Linked DNA regions of Mus musculus: all the other regions are linked to region 3. Evidence: chromatin contacts called from public Micro-C and promoter capture Hi-C data. All regions are on one chromosome and are shown on one strand. Each heading gives the region's core, a stretch centred on a gene start, on an enhancer-like site or on the middle of the called end of the contact. The rest is flanking DNA. Distances are from core to core; before and after follow the strand shown.

Evidence for each region. Promoter capture Hi-C pulls out the DNA fragments that hold promoters and counts their contacts. Hi-C and Micro-C count contacts between places; a contact is called where the count stands out from the background.
Region 1: a Micro-C map of embryonic stem cells shows a contact between it and region 3, with 2.5 times the contacts expected there. The contact joins the promoter of 3110082J24Rik here to the promoter of Kcnk3 in region 3. A contact is called at or near these places in 1 of 484 Hi-C or Micro-C datasets (embryonic stem cells) and 1 of 115 datasets of contacts at active chromatin or transcription factors (embryonic stem cells).
Region 2: a promoter capture Hi-C map of embryonic stem cells shows a contact between it and region 3, with 2.8 times the contacts expected there. The contact joins the promoter of Adgrf3 here to the promoter of Kcnk3 in region 3. A contact is called at or near these places in 7 of 39 promoter capture datasets (the 3T3-L1 cell line, HPC-7-derived erythroid cells, embryonic stem cells and 4 more), 1 of 484 Hi-C or Micro-C datasets (nephron progenitors), 3 of 115 datasets of contacts at active chromatin or transcription factors (embryonic forebrain, forebrain and stem cell-derived neural progenitor cells) and 1 of 9 other capture datasets (liver).
Region 4: a promoter capture Hi-C map of embryonic stem cells shows a contact between it and region 3, with 2.1 times the contacts expected there. The contact joins the promoter of Drc1 here to the promoter of Kcnk3 in region 3. A contact is called at or near these places in 5 of 39 promoter capture datasets (cranial neural crest, embryonic stem cells, frontonasal cranial neural crest and 2 more) and 1 of 9 other capture datasets (pancreatic islet).

Annotation. Positions count from the first base shown.
Region 1 is chr5:30,104,569-30,108,024 of GRCm38.p6, reverse strand. 3110082J24Rik (RIKEN cDNA 3110082J24 gene) reads left to right here and starts at 1,939. Exons shown (of 3, transcript NM_001256263.1): 1 at 1,939-2,018; 2 at 2,611-2,962. The coding sequence starts at 2,666. It overlaps Garem2 (GRB2 associated regulator of MAPK1 subtype 2), which reads right to left and starts at 2,829. Exons shown (of 6, transcript NM_001167879.1): 1 at 2,622-2,829. The coding sequence starts at 2,733.
Region 2 is chr5:30,204,153-30,207,579 of GRCm38.p6, reverse strand. It overlaps Adgrf3 (adhesion G protein-coupled receptor F3), which reads left to right and starts at 1,858. Exons shown (of 14, transcript NM_001014394.2): 1 at 1,858-1,964; 2 at 3,179-3,239. The coding sequence starts at 1,875.
Region 3 is chr5:30,586,357-30,589,566 of GRCm38.p6, reverse strand. Kcnk3 (potassium channel, subfamily K, member 3) reads right to left here and starts at 1,397. Exons shown (of 2, transcript NM_010608.2): 1 at 968-1,397. The coding sequence starts at 1,250. It overlaps Gm9899 (predicted gene 9899), which reads left to right and starts at 948. Exons shown (of 4, transcript NR_040427.1): 1 at 948-1,196.
Region 4 is chr5:30,279,780-30,283,243 of GRCm38.p6, reverse strand. It overlaps Drc1 (dynein regulatory complex subunit 1), which reads right to left and starts at 1,851. Exons shown (of 17, transcript NM_001033460.4): 1 at 1,638-1,851. The coding sequence starts at 1,792.

The sequences.
Region 1 (3,456 bases), core at 690-3,189, 480 kb after region 3:
GAGCCCCAAAGCTCTGTCTCTCCTATGGGGACTTGGTAACTACAGCCACCACAGCCTCCCATTCATCATTCCACTGGAGTGCCTGCTGTCCTGGCCCAAGCTGAGGCTGGGGACTCCCAGTGGATGAGTCTGGGCCAGCCAGCTTCTGCCCTCTAGCCATGCTCTGGCCTCAGGAGACACGCAGGAAGCAAGTTGGAGGCACAGAGCTGAGGGTGTGTAGGGACATGGAGGAGGAGGCCACCAGGCTGGGGTGGAGTAAAAGAGTCGTTACTCTCTAGGACCGGGCAAATTCACATCAGTGGGATCCTGTCAAGTCAGTGCCCAGGCCAAGCAAGGAAAGGACTAGAAAGAATTTGTCCCGTGGGTCCTGGCTATGAGGGCTCTCACAGTCACTGTTAGCTCCGAATGGCATGGTTTACTCCTGAATCTCTCAGAGAAACACGTTTCCTCTCTGCCCACTGCCACAGAGTCTTACATTCACAGGACCTCAAAGGATAGGGGAGGAAACCCCACCCCAGAGAAGCTATTTCTTAAAGTTGGGGTAGCACAGGCACTGGATTTAGGAAAGCAGAGTGGGGGAGGGGGAAGGAGTCTAGTCTGAGGGAAACAGCCCAGGGGCAGAGGTGCAGGGGTTGGGAGGGGTCTGGGCTCAAGAGGCTCCATCCCCAGCAACGGTTTCCAGGGGAGCAGGAGGGGGCAGCCCAGCTTCCAGGAGACTGATGGGGCGTATCCTGGATGCAGCTGGTGGGCACAGTGGGGGTGGGGATGTCTCCTTCCCAGCCCCCTCACGTGCACACGCGCGTGTGGGCATACACACACACACACACACACACACACATCTTACAATTTTTCTACCAGCCCAATGAATGGGAAATGGTTTACTCTAACAGCGGGGGACTTCATAAAGCATGTCTATGTGGGGTGAACAATGGGTGGGGTATGCAGGGCTTTCAGGGGAAGATCTCCCATTCTGGGTGTGAGGATGTATGTGCACTAAAGTGCAAATATGCACAGGGGAGGTTTGTTGTTTCTCCTCCAGCTCTACAAGCTCTCCTTGGAGCTAATCTAACAAGCCCCACCCCCCACTCCTCCACAGAGACACAGGCCAAAGCCACACAGGTATACACACCAATAGCCAGGGGTCACCCTCAGCAATAGTTCAGCTGCACCCAACAAGACAAATGCTTGTCATCCAAACAGCACAACTCAGTCTCAAGATCCTACCAGGGGACCCCTCCTGAATGCATACCAACGAGAGGACTTCCAAGGACACACAATTTCAAGCATACATTTTTATTCTAATGGTTACGACAGTAATAACCACACTGTCACAGACAGCTAGGCCATCCCACACTATTGCTCATTCATTCATTCACTTAATGAATGAATGTCCATACTCCTTGGCCCTCCCCAAAAGCCAGCAGCCCTGTGGAATGGGGCGCACAGGTGTCAGGGAAGCACAGAGAAGTCCTAGCCATAAAGAAGCGCTCAGAAAAGAACTCAAAGAAAAGGGTGTCAAAGAGATGCGTGGGAAGTGAGCAGGAAGAACCTAGGGCAGAATTTCCTATTCACAAGCAGACACAGTCCAGCTGCAAGCGCAGTCCTGGGATCTCACGCTGAGCAGTGAGTGAGGTCCCACCAGAGTTAGACTGCCAGGTATTCCACCTAAAGGACCGGGACACACTGAAGTCCCACTGAGCCTGCTTCGGCCCGCCTGGTGCTCACTGTGCCCAGTTCTTGCTGTTGCGGGTCTGAGGAGGGGCTGCCAGTCCAAGAACAGCACAGGAGTCCCATTAGCATTCAGGGAAGCGAGTGTGCCAACGCGGGCCAAACCCCTATTCTTCTCACACACAAAACCCCCAGCCTGGCTGCCAGCCCCGGCTCCCGCCCCTCCCCCAACCAAACAGCTCCCCTTTCCCCCAACACTACAGTCCTCTTGCTCTGTGCAGCCTTCAGGCTCTCCTATATTCGGTCCCATCATCGGAACACCCGCACCTGCTGGCGAAATAGGACGAGAGGTGGGGGAGGGCCGGGGGTCCTCTGCTGAGATAGGGAAGGGTGTGTGTGTGTGGGAGGGGGGTGCCTGGTGGCCGGCCCGCTCACTCAGGCCTCTCCGGAGGATAGTCTGCCCGTTGCCAAAAGACCTCAGGATGTCAAAGGACGGTTCAGGAAAGGTCCCAAAAAGGGACTAGCGGGGATGGTAGGGAAAGACCTATCGTGGTCCAAGAGATGCGGTACGATGAAGGTGAGAGGCTGGAAGACAAAGGGATCAAGGGGGTGCGGCCTGGGCAGGGGCCGATAGGCGCCGGGAAAGCGGGGTGCACCGACAGAGCGGCCCACAGACTCAGCATCGCTACTGGCTCCAGGGGGACTGAAAACTTTGTTGCAACCCTGCGGCCAGTTACTAACCCTGTGGGGGGTCGGAGGGGCCCAGAAGCGGCTCCCAGACTTGGGGGCTCCGGTTGTGCCAGGAGCAGCCCCAGAAGACAAGCAAAGCCCCCCATCAACGGGGACAGGGAGGGTAGTGACTGAATGCGCCTGTAAGTCCTGCCAGCTCCAACAGAGCGAAGCCCCGACTTTTCGCATCCTCCGCCTCCGTCTCCCCTCTAGACACCGGGTACCTGGTCCGAGGCAGGCGAGCGTGGGCAGGCGGCAGCGGCTGACGATGAGGTCCAGCGGGAAAGCGCCCATGCTCCAGCGCAGCCCGGCCAGCCCGGCCGCCAGCTTCTCCATGGCATGGGCGCTCCCCGGGGTTCGCCGTCCCGGGACCCCGACGGCCAGTCCCGCGCAGCTCGGGCTGCGCGCCCACCACCTCCTCCTGGGCCGAAGCGGCGCTCCCCGCCTGGCAGCCCAGCTGAGCCTCGGGAGTCACGTGGCCAGCCTCCTTCCACGGGGCATCAGCCCCCACCCCCATCCCCGCCCCGCGCCCCGCCCGCCGGGCCCGCACCCCCGGAGCGCCCAGGTGACAGGGTGCTCGGGGTGGAGATGGTTAGGGAAAAGAGAACAGGTCCGATGGGACTCTGGCCGGGTGGGTGTCCGAGGTTTTCCCCTCGTGCCAAGGCCTCGCGGAGTCCGGACTCAGGATTGCTGCGTTGCTCACATCCGCTACTCCAAGCTCAGCGGCGGGGATGCTCAGACTGGGGAGGAGCAAAGAGGGCAGGCGGCACTTGGAGTTTGAATCTAAGTAGTGTTGGAATCCTGTAAGAGCACTTTCCGAAACCCCGCTCCACCCCCCCCACGCCCTCCCCCTCCCCCCAATCTGCTCTGTAGATGGGAAAACAGATTCAAACCTGAACGATTGGGGTCAGTGGCAGCACTCTTTTTTTTTTTTTTTTTTTTTTTTTTAAACCGTCTCTTTCTTTTCTGTTCTTTCTACCAACTTTCATATCCCCTCCTGTCTGAAGCTCTCGAGTTCTTAGAGGAGAAGCCTTTCCCAGAAACTTTGCTGGCCTTGCT
Region 2 (3,427 bases), core at 609-3,108, 380 kb after region 3:
TAAAGGTTTTTTCCCTTTATTTTTCATTTTATCCATGTGTGTTGCCTGCATGTATTTGTCTATGCTCCACATGCATGTAGTACCCTGAAGAGGCCAGAAGAGGGCATCAGATCCTCTGGGGCTGGAATTACAGATGCTTGTGAGTTGCCACGTGGGTCCCTGGAGCCTTTGGGGAACAGCCAGTGATCCTGACCACAGAACGATCTCATCTGCCCAAAATGTTTTTTTTTTTTTAATTATGTCAACAGCCTTTAATCGCAGCACCTGGAGACAGAGGCAGGCAAATCTCTGTAAGTCCAAAGCTAGCCTGGTCTGTAAGTTCAAGGCCAGCCTGGTCCATATAGTGAATCCGAGGATAGTAAGGCCCTATCCAAAAAAGAAAAGAGTTTGGCCCTCTGGCTCCCAAGATGCTCTCTTGTACCATGTTCCTGCCACGTGTGAAGACCCCCAAAAGATGCAACCCCTCAAGACCCAAGACAGTAAGCCAAATACATTTCTATTTGTTACAAAACCCTGCCTGCCAGTTGTGGTGGCACACACCTTTAATCCCAGCACTGGGGAGGCAGAGGCAAATGGATCTCTGAGTTTGAGGCCAGTCCAATCTACACAGTGAGTTCTAGGACATTCAGGGCTACACAGAGAAACCTTGTCTTGTAAAACAAATCAAAACAAAAAATTACCCTGAAAGACCCTCGAGGGGAGACCCTCACTCAGACACTCAAGTCCCGGGACAGCCGCGTACCCAAGAAGACACTGAGACCATACATAAAATGTAGAAGGCAAGATTTAATAAGGCAGCAACATGAAAGCACACAGACCAGAGCTCTGGGGTCGAAATAAAGCAGCAACATGGAAGCACACAGAGCTCTGGGGTCGAAACTCATACACCTTAGCACAGGGTAGAGGAGTCTCGACGGTCAGCCAGAATTTTTCACAGGCTTATATAGTAAAACTCAAAGGGGGAGAACTGGGCAGGGAAAGTACAAGTTTACATCACTAGGGAGTTCTGCCAAGGGACAAGGGGTTCTGCCAAAGGATTCTACGTAACTAAGGAGTCATGTCCTATCAAGGAACCTACGTAACTAAGGAGTACCTGGTTCATTTTGAGGTTGTTCCAGGAGGCCTTTATCTCAAAAATGTTTTTGGAACAGTTTTTAGTTGGGAGGGTTCAAACTTTAGGGTGAGGAGTTTTGGGGTGAAAAGTTTAGGAGTGTTCTGGGAACAATCTCTAGATGGGAGGGGGTGGGCTCCGAGGTAAAAAATTCATGTTCTCACAAGAGGCCAGTAATTTTCTATTCTTCAACCCAGCCTGAGGTATTCTGACATACAAATACAGGGGACGGATTCAAGGTGTTTGATGGAACAAGAGCTGGCTTTCTTGTACCATGTGTGTTCCAGGGACCAGTTCAGGCTGTGGAGTTTGGCGGCAAGCTCCTTTACCCTCTGAGGCATCTTGCTGCCCCCTTTATAGTCTTTTCTAACCTTGGTTCAGTTTTGAAGGTCTAGCTTCCTGGAGGCATTCCAAAATGATCCAAGTTTCCTAGGCCCTGGGGACCATGCCTGAACCTGCCTCTGTGACCTGTTGTTTTTTGTGACGTGGTACCTGTGTCCCCTCCGCCTGCCCAGGAGAACCAAGGCACACTCCTCTCACAGAATCATGTGGGGGTCCAGGTGGCCCCAGTGACCTGGAAGCATATCTGCCCGAATCACAGGCTGTGACACTTGCTCTGTCAACTCACCTTGGCTCCCTCTGATCTTTCCTCCCTTCCTTCAGTAATAGCCCTGCCAGCTGGGGCGGGGGGTGGGGGGGGGTGGGGGGAGGAAATTTGCATCCTGGAACAGCCGGAGGGCTTTAGGGACTGCTGCGTTGAGCCATGTCCTCTCTAGCTCTCTCCCAGCTGCTCCTGGCCGTGACTCTTCCCCTGCTGGAGTTGGAGCCAACATTTGTCCCCACAGCCCAATCAGTAAGTACTGGGGTGAGTGAGGACCCTGGGGAGACCTGCAGAGGCCACAGTCAGAGCCACAGGTTGTGAGGAACCACAGGGTGTAGGATGAAAGGTGGAAGGAAGGGACCAGCTTGCCCCCAAGAAGGCAATCTTCCTGCCCAGGGTGAGGGGACACTTCCATAGCTTTACCTGAGTCCCCATGACACCCTACGACACCTGCTGCTCTTTTGGCTACCAACTTACAATGAAATGAGAAGAAAACCTTTGCAGATGTAGAAGCTTATTAGCATAGACGATGGGAAAGAGTCTGAGGAGAAGCGTGGAGCCTAGGCTTGCATTTTATTATCTATTTATCTACAGCTCCTAATCTACTGCAATCCCCAGATCTAAATATCCCTATCTGTAGCTTCCTCTGTGGCATGTCTTATCTATAGCCTATCCTTGCCTGCACCTGTTTGTTTGTTTGTGTTATATCCTCCTAGTTTTCATGTACTTCCTTGTTTTTATTTTCTGTGTGGATCTTCTGTGTTGCCCAGGCTGCTCTTGAACCCTTGCACTTAAGTAAGGGATACTCCTGCCCCATTATCTTAAGTAAGGGATACCCCTGCCCCATTATCTTAAGCACTGGGATTATTGTACAGGCTTGAACCACCATGTCTGGCTTCCTTCTGGTTTTATTATTTATATTTTGGGGTGATTGTTGTTAGTTAGTTTGTTTGTTTTTTAAATAAAGGTTCACTCTGTTGCCCAGGCTGTCCTTGTACTTGCTACAGTCTTCCTGCTTCAGTCTCCTGGGTGCTGAGATTGCAAGTGTGAGCTGCCATCTGGTTTTAGATGCATACACACATGGGATTTTGAGAGGAAAACATGGGTTAATTTGCAGGACCCTGACTCCTTGTTGGAGCTCTGGACCCAGCCATTTCAATTAGCCTAGAGGCCCAGGGACAGGTCAATTCAGGAAGGAGCTAAACAAAGCATGTTGACTTCCAGGGTGTGCCTGGTTCCTGGTTTCAGGTGAGGCTGCTGGCCCTGGCAGGGTCCCTGGAATTGTGCCCCTGTCCCCGTTTCTGAACATCCTTTTCTCCCTCCAGATACTTACATTTGACCTCTGGCCTAAAGAAGAACTTCTAAGAGACCAAGTCACACCAGAGTAGCCAGGCTGCCCCTGAGGGTACCCTGGCAGGAACTTGAGACCAGCCTCTCTCCTCAGAGTCTCCTCTATCTCTTTCCAGGAGCTCAGTCCATATGGAGGGAAATCTGGGCAGCAACTGAACCAGTACAGTGGAGAAGGGGGTGAGTGGAAGGACTGGGGGGCAGGGGTATCAAGAAAGGGGAAAGGAGCCGGGCTTGGTGGTGCACGCCTTTAATCCCAGCACTTGGGAGGCAGAAGCAGGCGGATTTCTGAGTTTGAGGCCAGCCTGGTCTATAAACTGAGCTCCAGGACAGCCAAGGCTATACAGAGAAACCCTGTCTCGAAAAAA
Region 3 (3,210 bases), core at 148-2,647:
ACTTGACCAAGGTCGGTCATGCAGAGGTGGTGGAGCTGGGCTGCAAATCACAGGGTCCTGGGAATGGTTACACTGTGTAATCCTGGTTGGATACTTCAGCAACACGGCAAAGGGCCTGTCTTGAGGTGCTTTTCCTGGCAGACATCTATTTGTGCTCTCTCTCTCTCTCTCTCTCTCTCTCTCTCTGTGTGTGTGTGTGTGTGTGTACCTGTGTGTCATGTTCTCAGAGGAGCTGGGTGTGTGTATGGCCTCCTACAGCATGATCTGCCCTGGCTTTGGAAAAGAAGTGGAGCCATTCCCGTGAGGTGACTGTTTTACTGGGACACTGGGGAAGAAGGCTAACAGGACAGAATCTGGATTCCAGCCCCTGATCTGCTGCCCTCAGAGAATTACAGGCCCTGTCTGGTGCAGCCCAAACTCATGGAGGTGGACACACACTCACACTCACACTCACACACCCACACGGACACACGCAACCCACCCCCCTCCCTAGCAGCACTCAGTCGCAGTTAGAGAGTGGCCCCGTGTGTCGCGGAGTGCAGCTTTCCGGCATCTACGTGCCTTCCCAACGCCCAGCAGGTGTGGACACCCGGGTGCCCAAGCCCAGCGTCAGGGACACGGAGGAGTGGCGCTCTCTCCGGCCCTTACTCTGGATGCCCAGCCCCAGGGCCTAGCCCGGCCACACCCCTCCTCCCGAGCCTCGGCCGGCCGCTCCTGTCCCTCTCACACACTTAAGTCCCCTGGGGTCCTCGCACAGCCCGGCAAGGCCAACTTAGGGCTGGCCGGACTGGAGACAGGTCGAAGTCAGGGGTTCCCGCAGAGCAGACACACCGGGCTGAGCCCCGGCCACTGGGAGCGCGCGGGTTCGGCGACCCGCCCCGCTCCGCAGGGACCCCTCAGCCGCGGGCGGCTCCCCAGCATCCCAGGTCCCCGCCCCCGTCCCCGCCGGCGCGGCGAGTGTAGTTACCGATGGTGGTGATGACGGTGATGGCGAAGTAGAAGGAGCCGGCGAAGCGCCACTGCACGCCGGCCTTGTGCGGCTTGAGGCGCAGCACGACGCGCTCCAGCTCCTCGTAGCCGCCCTCGCTGAGGTTGTAGCGCGCCCGCAGCTCCAGCTGCCGCAGCTCCAGCCGCTGCCGCTCGATCATCTCCGGCTCCGACTCCAGTGCGTCGAACACCGCGGCGCCCACCAGCAGGTAGGTGAAGGTGCACACGATGAGAGCCAACGTGCGCACATTCTGCCGCTTCATCGTCCCTCCCGGGTCCTCGCCGGCCCTCCGGCGTCTCCGGCCCGCGCCCCGGCCCCGGCCGCCGCCGCCGCTGCTGCCCCGGAGGCGGCCTGGGGCATGGCTGCGCTCGCGGATCTCCACGCCGGGCACCAGCTCCGCACCCCGGGGCCACCGCCGCCGCCGCCACCGCCGCCGCCGCTGCCGGCCGCCGCGGAGCTGTCCCTTCAGCACCACCCACCACCCTCCTCCGCCCGCCCCCGCGCCCGCCCCCCGGCCGCGGGCCGCCACCTCCCGCCTGCCCTCCCGCCCAGCCAAATAAGGACTGGGGAGCCGTGCCGAGGGCGGGGGGGGGGGAGGGGGGAGCAAGCGGGAGAACCCGGGCAGGACAGAGGCGGGAGAGAGAGAGCGAGAGAGAGGGAGAGCGAGAGCTGGGGGGGGGGGGTGAGCAAGATGGGAGAGGGAGGGAGAAAGAGAGAGAGAAAGAGAGAGAGAGAGAGGGAGACAGAGATCCAGCCCGCCAGCCCCAGAGAAAACTAGGCAGGAAAACAGATAACTACAGGGAAGGGAGAGGACCCAGGGTAGGGGCCTCTGTGTGTGTGTGTGTGTGTGTGTGTGTGTGTGTGTGTGTGTGTGTGATGGAGGAGACTAACCACACAGACCCAGGAAAAGAGGGATCTGTCAGGAAAATGCGGTGCAAACGATGCAAAGAGAGGGACAGACTGAGACGGGGAAACTTGTGAGTGCTGGAGTACAAATGTCCTGAAAAGGGGCGGAAAGAGGAGAGGAAAGGGCAAGACCCCAAGCTCCCAAAAGCAATCCCTTTTCTCCACCCTTGCCCTAGTCATAGTGCTGAGGCTGGAGGGGACCTTGGGTCCCACTGGCTCAATCTTTAGCCCATGGATAAGGAACCTGGGGCATAGGAGGTGAGCTGACACATATGACACACTTGGAGAGTTGGGGGAAAGACCAGGGCTCAGTCCTCTCCACTCAGATCACATGACCCTTCCTGTGCTCCAGCGTTTGGCTTATCTTAGAAACTGGCAGGGATCTGCTGTGGCCCAGGACACACAGGAGCCAATACCCAAGGGAGAGCTTTCTCTCCGAACACTGAGTCCCTCCCAGGTTAGCACCAGGCACTGGGGACTGGCTGAGAAAGCCTAGGCTGGTGGCTGTGACCACTTACCCCATCTTGATATTGATGGCCCTTGCCCTACACCAGCACAACAGGCTTGACTTGGGCATTGCAACATAGAAAACAAAGGATGCCACCTTGTAGCACAGCACAGGATTGGGGATACAGCTAAAACTGGGGTTGGGGTAAGGGCATCCAGACCTGGTAACTCTCTGACAGACTGAAGGAACTGGCATAGGGGTCCCTCTGCCTTAGTTTCTTCATCTGTCAACCTGGTGTCTGTGGCACTGAAGAGGAAACTGGCCAGGCAGTGGGAACTCAGGCAAAGTGTCCCTGCCCCTCTTGGAGCCTCCTGTCCTTATCTCTGCCATGAGTTGTCATGGCAGATGATCCCTGGGGCCTTACTCAGCTCCAAACAGCACTGGACATGGATGGGCTGAGAGAGCAGAATGATCGGAATGCAAATCCCAGTGCCAAGAAGGGTCAAACAGCCCTTCACAGGACCCTGGCATAGGCCGAGCAGAGAGTTGTGGAAGAGACCCAAAACTCATGGCTCAGGAGGTAGCCAGCGGGGGGGGGGGGGGCACCATCTGCCACATTCTGGGCTGGGATGTCATTGCCAGATACCACTTTGTGTCCAAAAGCACCTCAGAAGAGCTACCTGCCCATTCAGTCCACAAGGATGCAACCCTGTATCTTTCAGAGTATGCTATACCTGTGACCTTAATCTTTTCCTTGGTCCTCAAAGGTAGGTTTGCTTATAATTAGGACTGTTTTATAGATGAAGAAACTGAGGCTAACAGCAATACAATCACCCAGGGTCACTGAGTTGGAAAGAGACTTCTTGTC
Region 4 (3,464 bases), core at 602-3,101, 310 kb after region 3:
CCAAGTGCTAGGATTAAAGGCGTGCGCCACCACCACCTGGCCTGCTTTTTTGTTTTTGTTTTTGTTTTGTTTTTAAGGTTTATTTATTATTATATGTAAGCACACTATAGCTGTCTTCAGACACACCAAAAGAGCACATCAGATCTCATTACGGATGGTTGTGAGCCACCATGTGGTTGCTGTGATTTGAACTCAGGGCCTTCAGAAGAGCAGTCAGAGTTCTTAACCACTGAGCCATCTCTCCAGCCCCCCAGTCTCCTTGTTAAACACCACAGCAACAACCAAGACCATGATCCTCGGACAGCTTTGGAGATGGATAAATGTGGCATCACTTGGAGACAAGTAGAAGAGCAGATAAGAGTCCAGTTCATCTGTTAGCCAAACAGCAGCAACAGACAAGCTTACTAAGGATGCTTCTGCCTTGCCCAGTTCCTGAACCAACCCCAGTTCTCATCCCAGAACCTCCTAACCAAAGAGGTGGCAGGGATCCCAGGAGGAAGAACAGAGAACACAATGCAAATACATAATGTAGTGAGGCTCCTAGCCTTTCCCCAAGGGGATTGAAGGTCATCAGGGAACTGTCAGGGAAGGGGATACCCAGACAGTGTTAGGACAATTAAAAACAGATCTGAGTTACCATGACAACAAGAGATGCTAACCATGATCACAGCCTTGCCCAACTAGGATGGAGGCACACAGACCTCCATCTTGTACTTCTGCTGGGTCTGTAGACCACCAAAAGTAAAAGTGGAATGAACGACTTAGAAGTTGAACAACTGTCACATGAAGTCTGGTGACTAGTGGATGTCCCTTAAACTTTACCTAAGCTAATAAAGACACCAAAGCCTAGGGAACATGGTGGGAATGCAAGTGTGGTGGCTCCTATCACATCCCCTCTTAATTCACAGGTCTGGCACTTGCAGTACCTGGATGGATTCTAGACAATGATCATCAATGTCCGCAAGCACAAGCAAGCAGCCACCCCGCCTTTGCTACAGTAGATCCGTCGACATGGCCTTGGGCCCAGGGAGTGTGGCCACTAAGTGAAATGAAAGCTTTTACTCTTATTTTATTTTTATTTTGAGGTGTCAAGGCCTTCCTACGTAGACTAGGCTAGCCTTGATCTCAAAGAGATTTGCCTGCCTCTGCCACTCCAGTACTGAGATTAAAGGCATAAGCCACTAACCTGGCTTTATTTTATTTTATTTTTTAATTTTAAAATGGATCAAGATGCTCATATCTGTGTGGAACACACAATCACATATGCTCACTGGCTGTGATAAGGTATTCTCAGTAGAATGGGGATAACCGACTCTTTCACAGATCGCGGTCCATTACATCTCGTCAACAAACTCTAGCCTCTGGAATAAATCTGACCTAGAACTTTTTTATTTTTATTTTCAAATATTGGGACAGGGTCTCATTATGTAGCCCTAGCTGTCCCAAAACTCACTGCTTGAATGTTCTAGAAGAAAAGTTTTTCTGTTTACACCCAGGGCGCGCGCGCGCACACACACACACACACACACACACACACACACACACACACCTTACCATGGAGCTCCCACCCAGCCCGGCCCCAGCTCCCTGCAGGGCACTCTGGGCTCCCCATCGCACCACCCGGCCACCCAGCTCACCGCCTTCGGGCTTCCTGACGAGCAGCGATGCGCAGGCGCCGGGCCTGGATCCGCTCCTGCGGGTTATCCGAATGCACCGAGGGTCCGAGAATCGGGGTGGCTAAGTGTTCTTCCCCATTCTGCTCTAGGACCCCAATGGTTCCTGAGGGATTCATGGCGGCGTCTCCCACCCACTGGCAGCTCCGCCTGGACCAGCAGCCGGGTTGCTAGGAACAAGCCGTTGCCAAGGGAAAGCAGTCACCTGACCCATCTCTGGCTAGCTGTCGCGCGGCGCTCCAGCCCAGCTTCTCTGTCAGGCACTACGAGTTGTATATTTGTATCCCAAATGTGGACTTGATTCCCCTTGCCTGAAGTTGGTTTGGAGGGGCTGACTTGACCCCACGAAGGCAGATGGAACAAACCGCACCGCATCTCTTTCTGACTCAAAAGCCCAATTCATCATCCACCTTACCAAATGAATATTCCTAAAAGGCACTTTGCTCCAAAATAACTGAGTACCTGCAACATGAAAAGCATTGTATTATATAGCTAGAGACAGTGGCGTCCTTTCCTTAAGCTGAGTGGGAGACCACCTCAGCCCATTGCAGTTTTGGAAGTGTGAACTCAAGTACACTCATCATCTGTAGCCATGACCGAAAAAGAGGTGGGTTCAGGAGAATGGTTGGGGGGGGGGGGGCGGGGAAGAACCCAGGACACCACCGCTCTCTCAAAGCAGCAGTCTGCGGGGGCGGGGGGGGGGACATCATGCCTTAGGCACCGTGTGTCCCCTTGTCAACAAAATAATGTCCTGGGGCCAGAGAGAAGGCTCAGCAGTCAATGTTTATGGCCAAGGAGAGTGACCAACTGAGTTCAATCCTTTAGGCCCACACTATGGAAAAAGTACCAGTACTGATAAATTGTCCTTTGACCTTCACATGCCACAGTGGCATATGGGCACACAAAATCATAGGTGTAAAAAGTGGTTTTTTTTTTGTTGTTGTTTTTTAATGTTCTCTTTAAGAATTAAAACTATGCCTGTGGGCTTGTGGTACGGCTCAATGGTAAAGGGTTTACCTACACCAGTTGGTTCGTTGGAGCACCTTGGACAGGACACACAAAACAAAACAAAAACACCACTCCTGTAATCCCAGAACTCAGGATTGTGTTCCAGGTCATCCTGGAACACAATGAGACTCCATTTCTAAACTAAATTAAAATAAGAAATGTAAAGCCCTATACCAAAATAATAATAATAATAATACCCACCCTTATAATAATAATACACACAGACATGCAGACATAGTGGTTCACAATCAGCCCTCTGGGAGGCTGAGATAGGAAGACTGTAAAGTTCTAGGCCAAGCAGGGCTACATTTCAAGACACTATCCCTAATGCAAACCACTCGACAGTTTTATTTTTGTAGCATTGGAGACTGAACTTAGGGACTCAGACATGCTAGACATTCCTTGATGATGAAGGGGTTTTATGGCTTAGGGAAGTTGCAATGCAAGAATGAGTTTGCTGCTGGGGGTGGTGGCACACGCCTTTAATCCCAGCACTCAGGAGGCAGAGGCAGGCGGATTTCTGAGTTCGAGGCCAGCCTGGCCTACAAAGTGAGTTCCAGGACAGCCAAGGCTACAGAGAAACCCTGTCTCGAAAAAAAAAAAAAAAAAAAAAGAATGAGTTTGCTGTGTAAAACCTAATCCTCTATAATAGGAAAGCCCAGAAGACACACCCTTCATAAATCCTATAAGATGCAAACTGGTGAGAGGGCCACCAGCACATCTGAAGGGCTTTGTGGTCTCTGCTTATGCCAGACCTTAGGGTTGCAGATGCTGCTGCTCAAC